2 separate regions of the Canis lupus genome follow, and region 2 is linked to region 1. A link is a contact called in public Hi-C data. All regions are on one chromosome and are shown on one strand. Each heading gives the region's core, a stretch centred on a gene start, on an enhancer-like site or on the middle of the called end of the contact. The rest is flanking DNA. Distances are from core to core; before and after follow the strand shown. Region 1 overlaps LOC111098101 (a long non-coding RNA gene). Region 2 holds the start of TBC1D2 (TBC1 domain family member 2A).

What was found. Hi-C and Micro-C count contacts between places; a contact is called where the count stands out from the background.
Region 2: a Hi-C map of blood shows a contact between it and region 1, with 4 times the contacts expected there. The contact joins the promoter of TBC1D2 here to the enhancer-like site in region 1. A contact is called at or near these places in 2 of 9 Hi-C or Micro-C datasets (amygdala and blood).

The regions. Positions count from the first base shown.
Region 1 is chr11:55,343,715-55,348,849 of UU_Cfam_GSD_1.0, forward strand. LOC111098101 (a long non-coding RNA gene) reads right to left here. Exons shown (of 5, transcript XR_005367032.1): 5 at 4,134-5,135. Among named protein-coding and RNA genes, the nearest start is that of XPA, 15 kb to the left of the region's middle. Within about 2 kb of position 2,962, at least 2 of the 20 cell types and tissues checked have an H3K27ac peak or open chromatin away from gene starts, as enhancers often do. A contact at or near this core is called in blood, where this site is marked.
Region 2 is chr11:55,788,183-55,793,317 of UU_Cfam_GSD_1.0, forward strand. TBC1D2 (TBC1 domain family member 2A) reads right to left here and starts at 2,309. Exons shown (of 14, transcript XM_038552915.1): 1 at 1,769-2,309. The coding sequence starts at 2,122.

The DNA of each region.
Region 1 (5,135 bases), core at 1,712-4,211:
ATGGGTTTATTTTTATGTCTATATTCCTTCACTCAACGGTAGAGAAATGAGATTCATTCATGTTGTATTTGGCAATAGTTTATTCACACTTACTACCATAGAGTATTCCTTTGAATAAATGTATCACAATTTATTTATTCAATCTATTGTTGATAGACACATGGGTTGTTTCCAGGTTTTGGCTATTACAGCTGCTATAAATTCTTTAGATGTCATTGGTGAACATACATATTTCTGTTGCATACATGCTTAGGTGTGCATAAATGCTCTGTCATAGGGTATGCAAATGCTCAGCATCAGCAGAAAATACCAAAGAGTCTCCAAAATGGTTACCCCAATTTACAATCTTGCCTGCAGTGTATGAGAGTTCCAATTGCTCTATAATATCAGTTATAATGGTTACATAGTATTTCTTTATATGGATATGCCATACTTTATTTTACCTGTTTCATTAATTCAGGCACTTTTAACCCGTTTTGTACATACACTGCTGCTCTGGTAAAGCTTGAGGACCTCTTCACAGAATATGACATAGTAAAATGTGTGCTTCATTATTAACACACTGATAACCTCTAGCAGCAGGTCTAATAACCACAGGGACTTCAAAATAAGCATAAACATAAAAATGCTTATTGGCCTTTGGTGCTGCTTCTCTTATGAAATGGGTATCTTGGCCTTTGCCAATTTTTTAAAATGGCTTATTTATTTTCAAAAATTTTTAAAGATTTATTTATTTATTTGTTTATGATAGACACAGAGAGAGAGAGATAGGCAGAGACACAGGAGGAGGGAGAAGCAGGCTCCATGCCAGGAGCCCGACGTGGGACTCGATTCCGGGACTCCAGGATCACTCCCTGGGTCAAAGGCAGGCGCCAAACCACTGAGCCACCCAGGGATCCCCTATTTTCAAATTTTTATGTAAAAATTCCTTGTGTATTACACCTATTAACCAATTAACCATCTAGTGAAATATTACAATTTTTGTCATTAGCTTTGCTATTTTATGTTTTTTTGTAGTCTGTTTATATTTTTTAAACAATTGCTTTATGGAGAAATAATTCACATGCCATAAAATTCACCCTTCTAAAGTATACAATTTAATGATTTTTAGTACATTCACAGTTAACGAAACCATCACCATCATCTAATTCCAGAATATTTTCAGCACCCAGAAAGAACCTTGAACTCATTGGTAGTCATTGCCCAGAATTATCCCACAGACCTGTACCTGTGACCTCTAATCCTGGTACCTCTAATCCATTTCTGTTTCTTTTTTTTTTTTAATTTATTTATGATAGTCACACAGAGAGAGAGAGAGAGAGGCAGAGACACAGGCAGAGGGAGAAGCAGGCTCCATGCACCGGGAGCCCGACGTGGGATTCGATCCCGGGTCTCCAGGATTGTGCCCTGGGCCAAAGGCAGGCGCCAAACCGCTGCGCCACCCAGGGATCCCCATTTCTGTTTCTATTCTGGATAGAATAATAGGAGTTGCCTATTCTGGACATTTCATATAAATACATGAACACAAAATACACATACAACATGTGATCTTTTGTGACTGGTTTTTTCCCCCAGGATTAATCTAAGTTGTAGCATGTGTCATTACTTCATGGCTGAATAATATTCGGTTGTTTGTGTACACCAGATTTTGTTTATGCATTTATCTCCTGACCGACATGTGGGTTGTTCCTGCTTTGGGGCCATTATGAAGAATTCTGCTATGAACATTCATGTACAAGTTTTTGTGTAGATGTGTATTTTCATTTCTCTTGGGTCTACACCTAGGAGTGGAATTTCTGGGCCATGTGGTAATTCTATATTTAACATCTGAGGAACTGCCAGACTGTTTTCCAAAGTGGCTGTATATTTTTAAAATCCCACCAGCAACACATGAGGTAGTTTACGGTTTTCTCATGCATGAAAATTTTAAATTATCCATAGTAAAATAAAGCAATGTTTTCCTTCATGGTCCCTGTCTTTGAGTCATTCCTGGAAAGGTGTTCACCACTCCAAAATGATGGAAATAGTCTATATAAAATATGTGTATTTTTTTCCCTTCAGTACTTTGTTGTTGTTGCTGTTTTGTACTGAAAAGATTTAAACAACCACTTGGAATCTACTTGATTGATCCTTGCAATTCCAGATCTTCCTACTCTTTCTGCCATTTTGGTAGACTTCATCCAGTTCCATCTGCCTTACAATTAGTGGCAAACTTTCCCAGATTCTGGCCTCAGTTGTCGGTCTTTAGAGATGTTACTGGAATCTTCTTGTTTTTTCATAAGTTTTTAGACTGTTGCAGATACTTCCAGCCTTTACATTTTTACATATTATTTTTAAAGAAAGTGCTCATTTGAGGTCATTTTTTCAGTGGTGTAAAAATTTTGTCAGAATTGGAATACAGAGGCTGTGGGTGGTCTAGACACAATTTACCTCATGTGTCTTGTCTTTTCCCATTTTTGTTGTCTAAATTCAGAGCGCATGGAAGCCTTGTATTTGGTGAGCAGACTGACCAGGTAAGTGGGAAAGGACTAGGGAAGGCTGGGAGGAGTCTAGGAGTCTCAGGGGAGCATTCATTTGGGCGTCCAGCCTTTCCCATTTTTTTTTTCACTCTCCTCACCACCTCAGAAACAGCAAGTGAACTGTTTTTATTTATAGTGGTCTAACCAAGCCTCGCACTTCCAGCTTTTTGTAGCATTTTTATTCCGTTTTATCCTTATCACAGTCCTGGAAGGTTAGACAGGACCCAGGGCTCATTGGCTCCATTTGACAGATGAACAAACAGAGCCTCCAGAGGGTAAATGCCAAGCCATTAGACTAGGATGTGGTAAAGCTGCATCTTAACCATCCAGGACTTCTGACTCCAAGCCTCGAAAACCCCTGTTCAGCAAGGAAAGAGGGTCAAAGGTCTAGGGTGTGTACACATACAGCCCTCAAAAGGAATGTGGGGTTTTGTGGTTTGGGTTTTTCTTCCCCTTTCTAAGCACGCTTCGCATGCCAGCCAAGGGTGTGCAGCTGTGTGTGGAGGGGGGGGAAGGGGGTGAGTTGCAGGGTTGCATGTCATTCCTAAGCCACTTTATAAAGGAGGTCAAAGCACGGAACCTGGGATGAAGCTCACAAGTCCCTTCTGGTCTTCTGCTGTCTCATCAGAACCAAGCTTCCGCAAAGGAATGACTCCAAACGAGACTCTGCATGACAGTGGGAACTGGGCCTCCGTGACACATGACATGGCTCTGTAAGTGGTTTATTGTGATCTGCATGTGTACTTCAAATTCATAAAACACCCCTCTTGTGGCAATAGAGGTTGGCAAACTCAGCTTCCTGGGCTCAAGATTAACTGAGAAGATGAAGTCCTTGTGTGCCTATGACACTGCACATCCCAATGTGAAGTGTCCTATTTGGGAGATTAAAAAAAAAATTCTGGGCAAATGCCACTTATTGCCCACTGTTCTTGAGAGTCACAATTAAAATTAGTATACTTGAGGCTCCAAGAAGTTGTGCAAGGATGAGGCCTGTGGAATACTTTAACGTAAGTATATGCAGCATCTCCAGCCCCAGGACCCTTTACAAAGGTAACATCCAAGAGCTCTTGCCAACAACAGTTCCACAGAACTTGACTTTGCATAGTGTTGCAATACATTTCTATTGCATGCATGTACTAGTAACAATCACAGTATTTTAAAACATTAATACATTCCTCCAATAATTCCAATTTACAATCTTCAACAAGGCTGACAATGTTTTGGAAGCTACATCAATACAGGTTCAATTCTTTTTTTAAAAATTTATTTATTTATTTATTCATGACAGACACACAGAGAGAGAGGCAGAGACATAGGCAGAGAGAGAAGCAGGCTCCATGGAGGGAGCCCCATATGGGACTCGATCCTGGGACTCCAGGATCATGCCCTGGGCAGAAGGCAGGCACTCTCAACCGCTGAGCCACCCAGGGATCCCAATACAGGTTCAATTCTATTACAACAGAGTAAATAGGAAAAAAAAAAAAAAAGGCTATTGTAAAAAAGAAAGAAGGAAAGGAAAGGGGAAAAATGAGGCTACCCAAATTTTTGTGCTGCGTTTTTTGTTGTTGTTGTTGTTGTTGTTGTTGTTGTTGTTGTTGTTTTAGAGAGAGCACACCCAGGAGGGAGAGGGGGAGAGAATCTCAAGCAGTCTCCATACCCAGCTCAGAGGCCTGACATCATGACCTGAGCCAAAATCAAGAGTCCGCCGCCTAACAGGCTGAGCCGCCCAGGTGCTCCCACTGTGCTCTTAAATGTATCAAATATTCCTTGTTATTGAGTGTACTCAGAAACTGAATAGTTTTTGATCATTTTTTTATGTAAAAAATTTATTGTAATATACTTTTTACTATATTGCATTTACTGAGTGACTCAGACTCAGTATCTCTATGAATATTAATAAAACATCTTCCAAAATTTTCAGTATTATAGCATGCCATCATTAACTTTTATTGAATTTATATATGTAATTTTCATGAAAATATAAAAATGAACTTTCCCTTTGGGGCATATTAAAATATTTCTGAACAGAATCCTTTTTTATAATAAGAGTAATTGAAGAACCTTTTAAGTTTTAAAAAAATATATTTACAAAAGCTGAAAAAAGCCCATTATCTATTCTCTCAAATACAGCCACTATTAACATTTTCATCAAGTCTGTTCTTCTTTGCATAATCAGTTTTTAGCATCATTGAAATCCCACTCTGTTGTCTCTATTGATTTAACATTATAGCAAGAATATCAGCATTTGTTTTTATACTTGATGAATGTATAAACAAAGAGAACATTTTAAGATGAGACTCTGCCTTCCAAGAGATGTTGGTGGTTTCAATTTTGGGGGGATCCAGAAGAAGTAATTAAGATGTTCCTCACAGAATGCAGAGGAATGCAGGGCTGTCTTAGATGATGACTCGGAGCACAGTGAAGTAGCATCTTGACCTTGGCAGTGTCCCCTCTCACTAGCTAAGTCCACTTGGGTCCCCCTCCAAGCTCTTCCCACTCCAAGTGCTGAGACCCTCCAGGCCTTCCCTAGGTCAGATGTAAGTCAAATGGCCAAGGTCAGGAAGGACCGGTGAACTCTCCCCTATTCTAACAGTGAAAATTGAGATGAACAGCCTT
Region 2 (5,135 bases), core at 1,059-3,558, 440 kb after region 1:
CACAGCCCACAGGACAAAGTCCAAGCTCCCAGGCCTAACTCACAAATGCCCCATGCTTGGGCCTCCGTTCTCCCACTCCATCTTTTGGGCCCGTCTGTACCCCAGGCTCCTGTGATTTGCCAGGACACTCTGGACTGTATCATGTTTCCTGTCTTTGCTCACGGAACACCCATGGCCAGGAATAACCCTTCTCCCTCCTGTCTGCTCATAGAAAACCAAATCCCTTTTTTGGGCCTCAGGTGTCATCTCCTCCTCCGTTGTTTCCTCCTGGGTGGACCCTTCCACTCAGCAGAAGCGACCCCTTCCTGTCACACTTTTCTGGTACAGACTTATCAGAACGTCTCTACAGAACACTGCACTGTGTGTGCCAGTCTCCCTCTCCTTCCCTCCTCAGTCCTTACTCAAGCTGTTTGAGAACCAGGCAGCACGTCTGATCTGGCTCCATGCCCCAGTGCTTAGCACAGAGCCAGGCACAGACATAGATCAATTGAACAGTTAAAGACATGTATTGGAGACCCTGTAAGATAATGCTCAGCCTGTGGGAGGGAACGCATGACCCATAAACCACATGACCTCCCAAATGCGTGCCTTCCCGGGCCTGGAATTCCAGGTTTGCGTTATTTTATCTGATTTCCCCAGCCAGGGCACCAGTCAGGCCCAGCCATTAAAGGGGAATGGAAACTGTGGGCTACGTCCAGGGGCTCGATGGATGCCCAGTTGGCTGGAAGCCAGGATGGAAGGGCAGGAAGACGGAGTGGTGTCCAGGAGGCTGTCTCCTGGCACATTCTTCTTTGATGAGTGTGAATCCCGGAACCCTCAGCTCAGATGTGTCTTTCCGCTCAAGTTCTGGGGCACCGCTTCCTAACGTGAACATTACGACCTATTATTATCATCATTTGGGTTCATTAAACAAGAATCGATTGAGCACCCACGAGGTGTTGGGCTGCATCTAGACACTGGGATTAATTCAACAATTTGTAGGTGCCAGATGCTTACATACCTTGTTTTAAATCTCACAAACTACCTAGATTCTGAGAGGTTAAGTAACTTGCCCGGGTGACACGGCTACTAAGTACCTGATGGAGAATCTGAATCCAAGCCTGTCTGATTTCAAAGCATGTGGCTTTCCCACTGTTTCAGGCTTTCTCAGTTCAAGGTGATAATAAAATAAAACCTACTGACGGCAAAACACGTTTAGTCATGCCTCTGCGAACATTTTAGGCTGATCCGAGAAACCTAAGTATTTTATCTCCCAATCCCTGCCAACATTTGCTCAGCATTCACTCCCCTTGGCCAAAATATCAAGAAGAGTGATTCAGAATCCAGGCCAGGAGCGGATTACACAGCTCATATCCTGACTCTCTTTCAGCCCCAAGTAAGAAAGTTAAGGTAACTGCATTGTTAAGGCACAACAAAAAGTAAAAGTCTCGAGACACAGCTGAGGAAGTAGGAAGACTCAGGGATTCCAAGTGTGGTCTACACCGCTCCGGACACGCATGACCCCTAGCTGGTTACTTCGTTTCTCTAAGACTCAGTTTATAAATTCTAGTGTGGGTGCATCACCCCGCCTTTGCCGTGGGCGCCCAATGAGGAAATGGGTGTGAATGCGTTTTGGAATCCACTACACCGTGGGCGCCCAGGGTTCACTGGAAGAGATCAGAGTCTGTAATTCTTGTTCCAGTGAATTTACTGTGACCACCCACACGTGCCCAGCCGTGCCCTGGGAACCCATCCTGGCTGAAAAGGAGGGGGAAACTGCCCCATTTACCTTCAGGGTAATAATCCGGTTGGCAGTCTTGATTTCAAAAGTCCCCTCCTCGGCGTCCGCCTTGCAGTCAAAGACCGCAGTGGAGAGGTCGATGCTGTCCAAGGGATTGGCATCCTGCGCGGTCCGTGAGTAATACAGGTGACATTTCTTCTCGTCGTAGAAGAACCAGCGGGATTTCCAGCCCCGAATGGGACCTTTGCCGCCAAATTTACTTAAATAGCCACAGAGTTTCTTGGCGGCCGCCCCCGACTCCTCCGGAGGCAGCACCTCGGCGCCCCCGGCCGAGCCCGCAGGCTCTGCGAACCTGGGGACGGAGGAGCTAGACTCTGCGGGGTCCTCCTGGGCGCCCTCCATTCCGACTGAGGCTCGGCTGCCAGCGCGGGCCCAACCTCGGAGACTCCGGGGGTGCTCCCGAGAGGGAGAAATCTGGGCGGGGGCGGGGCCGGTGGCGACCCGCCCCCCGGAGACGGCAGGAATGCGGACGGCGGCGGCCCGCGCGCCTTTCACCGAGAGTCCAGGTGGGGCGGCTGGCCACGCCCCTCCCGACCTCCAGGCGGCCAGGCCACGCCCTCGCCACGCCTAACCACGCCCCCTCCCCGCACCGCCCACCCCGCCTACTTCCGGCTTTTACTCCGCGCCGGTCAGCCATCTTTAGTGAGGGCACCTGCGGACCGTGAGAGCGCCCTCAGGTTGAAGGCGTGGTGTCCCTGAGCTACGTTAACTGGCGGCAGAGAAGCGGGAAGAGACACCTGTCTCTGACTAGGCTGCCTTGCTACCTCGCGTAATAATGTACAAGGACAGTTCATTTTGCGCCTGAAGGGCCGTCTGCTTTTACCTAAGTCCAGGTGCCGTGCAGGTTACCCTCGAGCGGCGCATCCCGCGGCCATTGGCTGAGAGGGACGCCGGGTGGATGACGCCACTTCCGGCGCCGCTCGGGGCGCTAGCGAGTCCAGGGTCTCTGCAGGCTTCTCTCCGGGGGGGATCGTTCAGCTTGTTGAGGTCTTTACACTGAGTGCAGCGGCCTCCGCTGCACCTGCTGCGGTTCCTACTCGCCTCCCTCCGGCCCAAGTCACGATAGGTAGGGCGCCCAGGCCCGGCTGCAGCTAAATGATGACGCTAAAATCCTACATAAAATACTTGCAAACCGGTTCTGGTGTTTCACCAAAGAATTACATACTGCACCTGGAAGGAGCTATTTTAGAGATGCAGGCATATTTGAATAACAAGAGAAAATTACATCTGTAGTGCCAAAGATACGGTCGTCTTAATATTTTCTGAAAAGGTATTTGATTAAAAAGATATTTTCTAAAAAGGTATTTGATCAAATTCACCATCCATTTCTGGAGTTTTAAAAGACGTCTTGATTATTATGGAAGTATAGTTGACACACAATGTTTCAAAATTTCTTAATAAAGCAAACAGCACATCTTGTTTAGATTTTCTAGCTAACTAATGGTAGATACTTGCAATCATAATAATTTCAAATATACGACTTACATTTGAAAAACTCAGGAGTTTTCCCACTAATAGTTCAGGATCTAATCCAGGATTCCACATTTGGTCATCATGTTCCCTTAGTCTCCTCTGAGCTATTACGTATTTCAGCTTTTCCTTTATTTCATTTTATTTTATTTTATTTTATTTTATTTTATTTTTTATGACTGACATTTTTTTAAGGGTACTGGTCAGTTTTATAGAATTGTGTGAATTTGAGTTTGTCGGGTGTTTTCTCATGATTAGATTGGGGTGATGGGCTTTGGGGGAGACCACGACAGAGGGGAAGTGCCTCTCTCATCACATAATATCCAGCTATGTGATATGCACATGGTGATGGTAGACCTCCTTCACATAGTTAAGATGATTTCTTGGCCAAAATGTTACCATTTTTAACCCTCTTTAAGTCTCAAGAAGCTCCACCTTCTGGAGGGTAGAGGGAGGGTAGTTGATAGGATTTTTTACAGCCTATTAAAGTGATTCTAAGGTTCATTTCCAAGAAATGAACAGGTGAGAGTAGCTAAATTTTTGAAGAAAAAAAAAAAAGAACAGTTAGAAAGGATTTGATCTACCAGATATTCAAACTTATTAATTCAACCAAAAAATATTCAGTGGGTGCCTTCTACCAGGCACCATTTAAAATGCAGGGCCACAGTGATGAACAGGACAAGTCCAAGATCCCAGTAAGCTGTCATTCTAGTCCAAGGAGACGGGCCATAGACAAGTAAACAAGTAAATATCATGTTGACCTCAGATTCTCATACTTTCTAGGAAGAAGTGAGCAGAATGATAAGAACAACAGAATTTAATGTTTCTGGTGTAGGGACAGGCACATCAATGGAGCAAAGTAAGTTCAGAAAAACATACAAATAAGTGTAGGAATGTGGTACAGGGCAGGGTTTCTCAACCTTTCCCCCATTATTATCCCTAAAGGAGCCTTTTCAGACTTTTTCCCTAATCACCACCTCCCATAAAATTTTAATACCACAGATATAACATGTATCTCTATGTACTGCACATATGTCTGTGCTTTATACATAAAAAGAGTAGGATTTTTCTTCTGTGCCCCAAGACCAATTTTCAACCCGTTGGGGGTGATGTCCCTATCGAGAAAACATTGTATTGGAATGTCAGATAAAGTTAGAATTTCAAATCAGTGGGGGACATGATGAGCTAGCTCTTCAATAAGTTAGTTTAGATATTCCCATAATATTGTATATCAAATCGTGTTTATGTACATTAGAAAATTTTACCTTAAAATGAAAGCATAATATATATTTAAACGGAGTGTTATTCAGCCTTAAATAGGAACAAAATTCTGATAGATGCTATGATATGGATGAGCCTTGTAAATATTCTGCTAAGTGAAATGAACAAGACCCCGAAGGACAAATATTATATAGTTCCACTTACATGAGGTACCTAGAATAGGCAAAATGCCTATTTTAGGTACTTAGAATAGGCAAATTTCTCTATGAGAAAGTGTAATAGAAATTACAAGGGGATGGGGAAGGAGAAATGAGGAATTATTGTTTAATGGGTATAGAGTTTCTGTTTGGGATGATGAAACACTTCTAGAAATGTATAGTGGTAATTGTTGTAGAATACTGTGAATATGCTTGATACCACTGAATTGCCACTTAAAAATGGTTAAAATAGTAAATTTTGTTATGTATATTTTACCACAATACAGAATTTTTTAAGTGAGACCATAAAATACCCAAAGAGAATAAAGGCAGATATTTATATACTCTTGGATCGAGGAAAGGAAGGCCTTCATGAGCCCAACATCAAAAACAGCACACAGAAAGCAAAATATTGCTGGATTGACCTTAGAAATATTACAAATGTGTGTGCCAGAAAATCTCAGGAA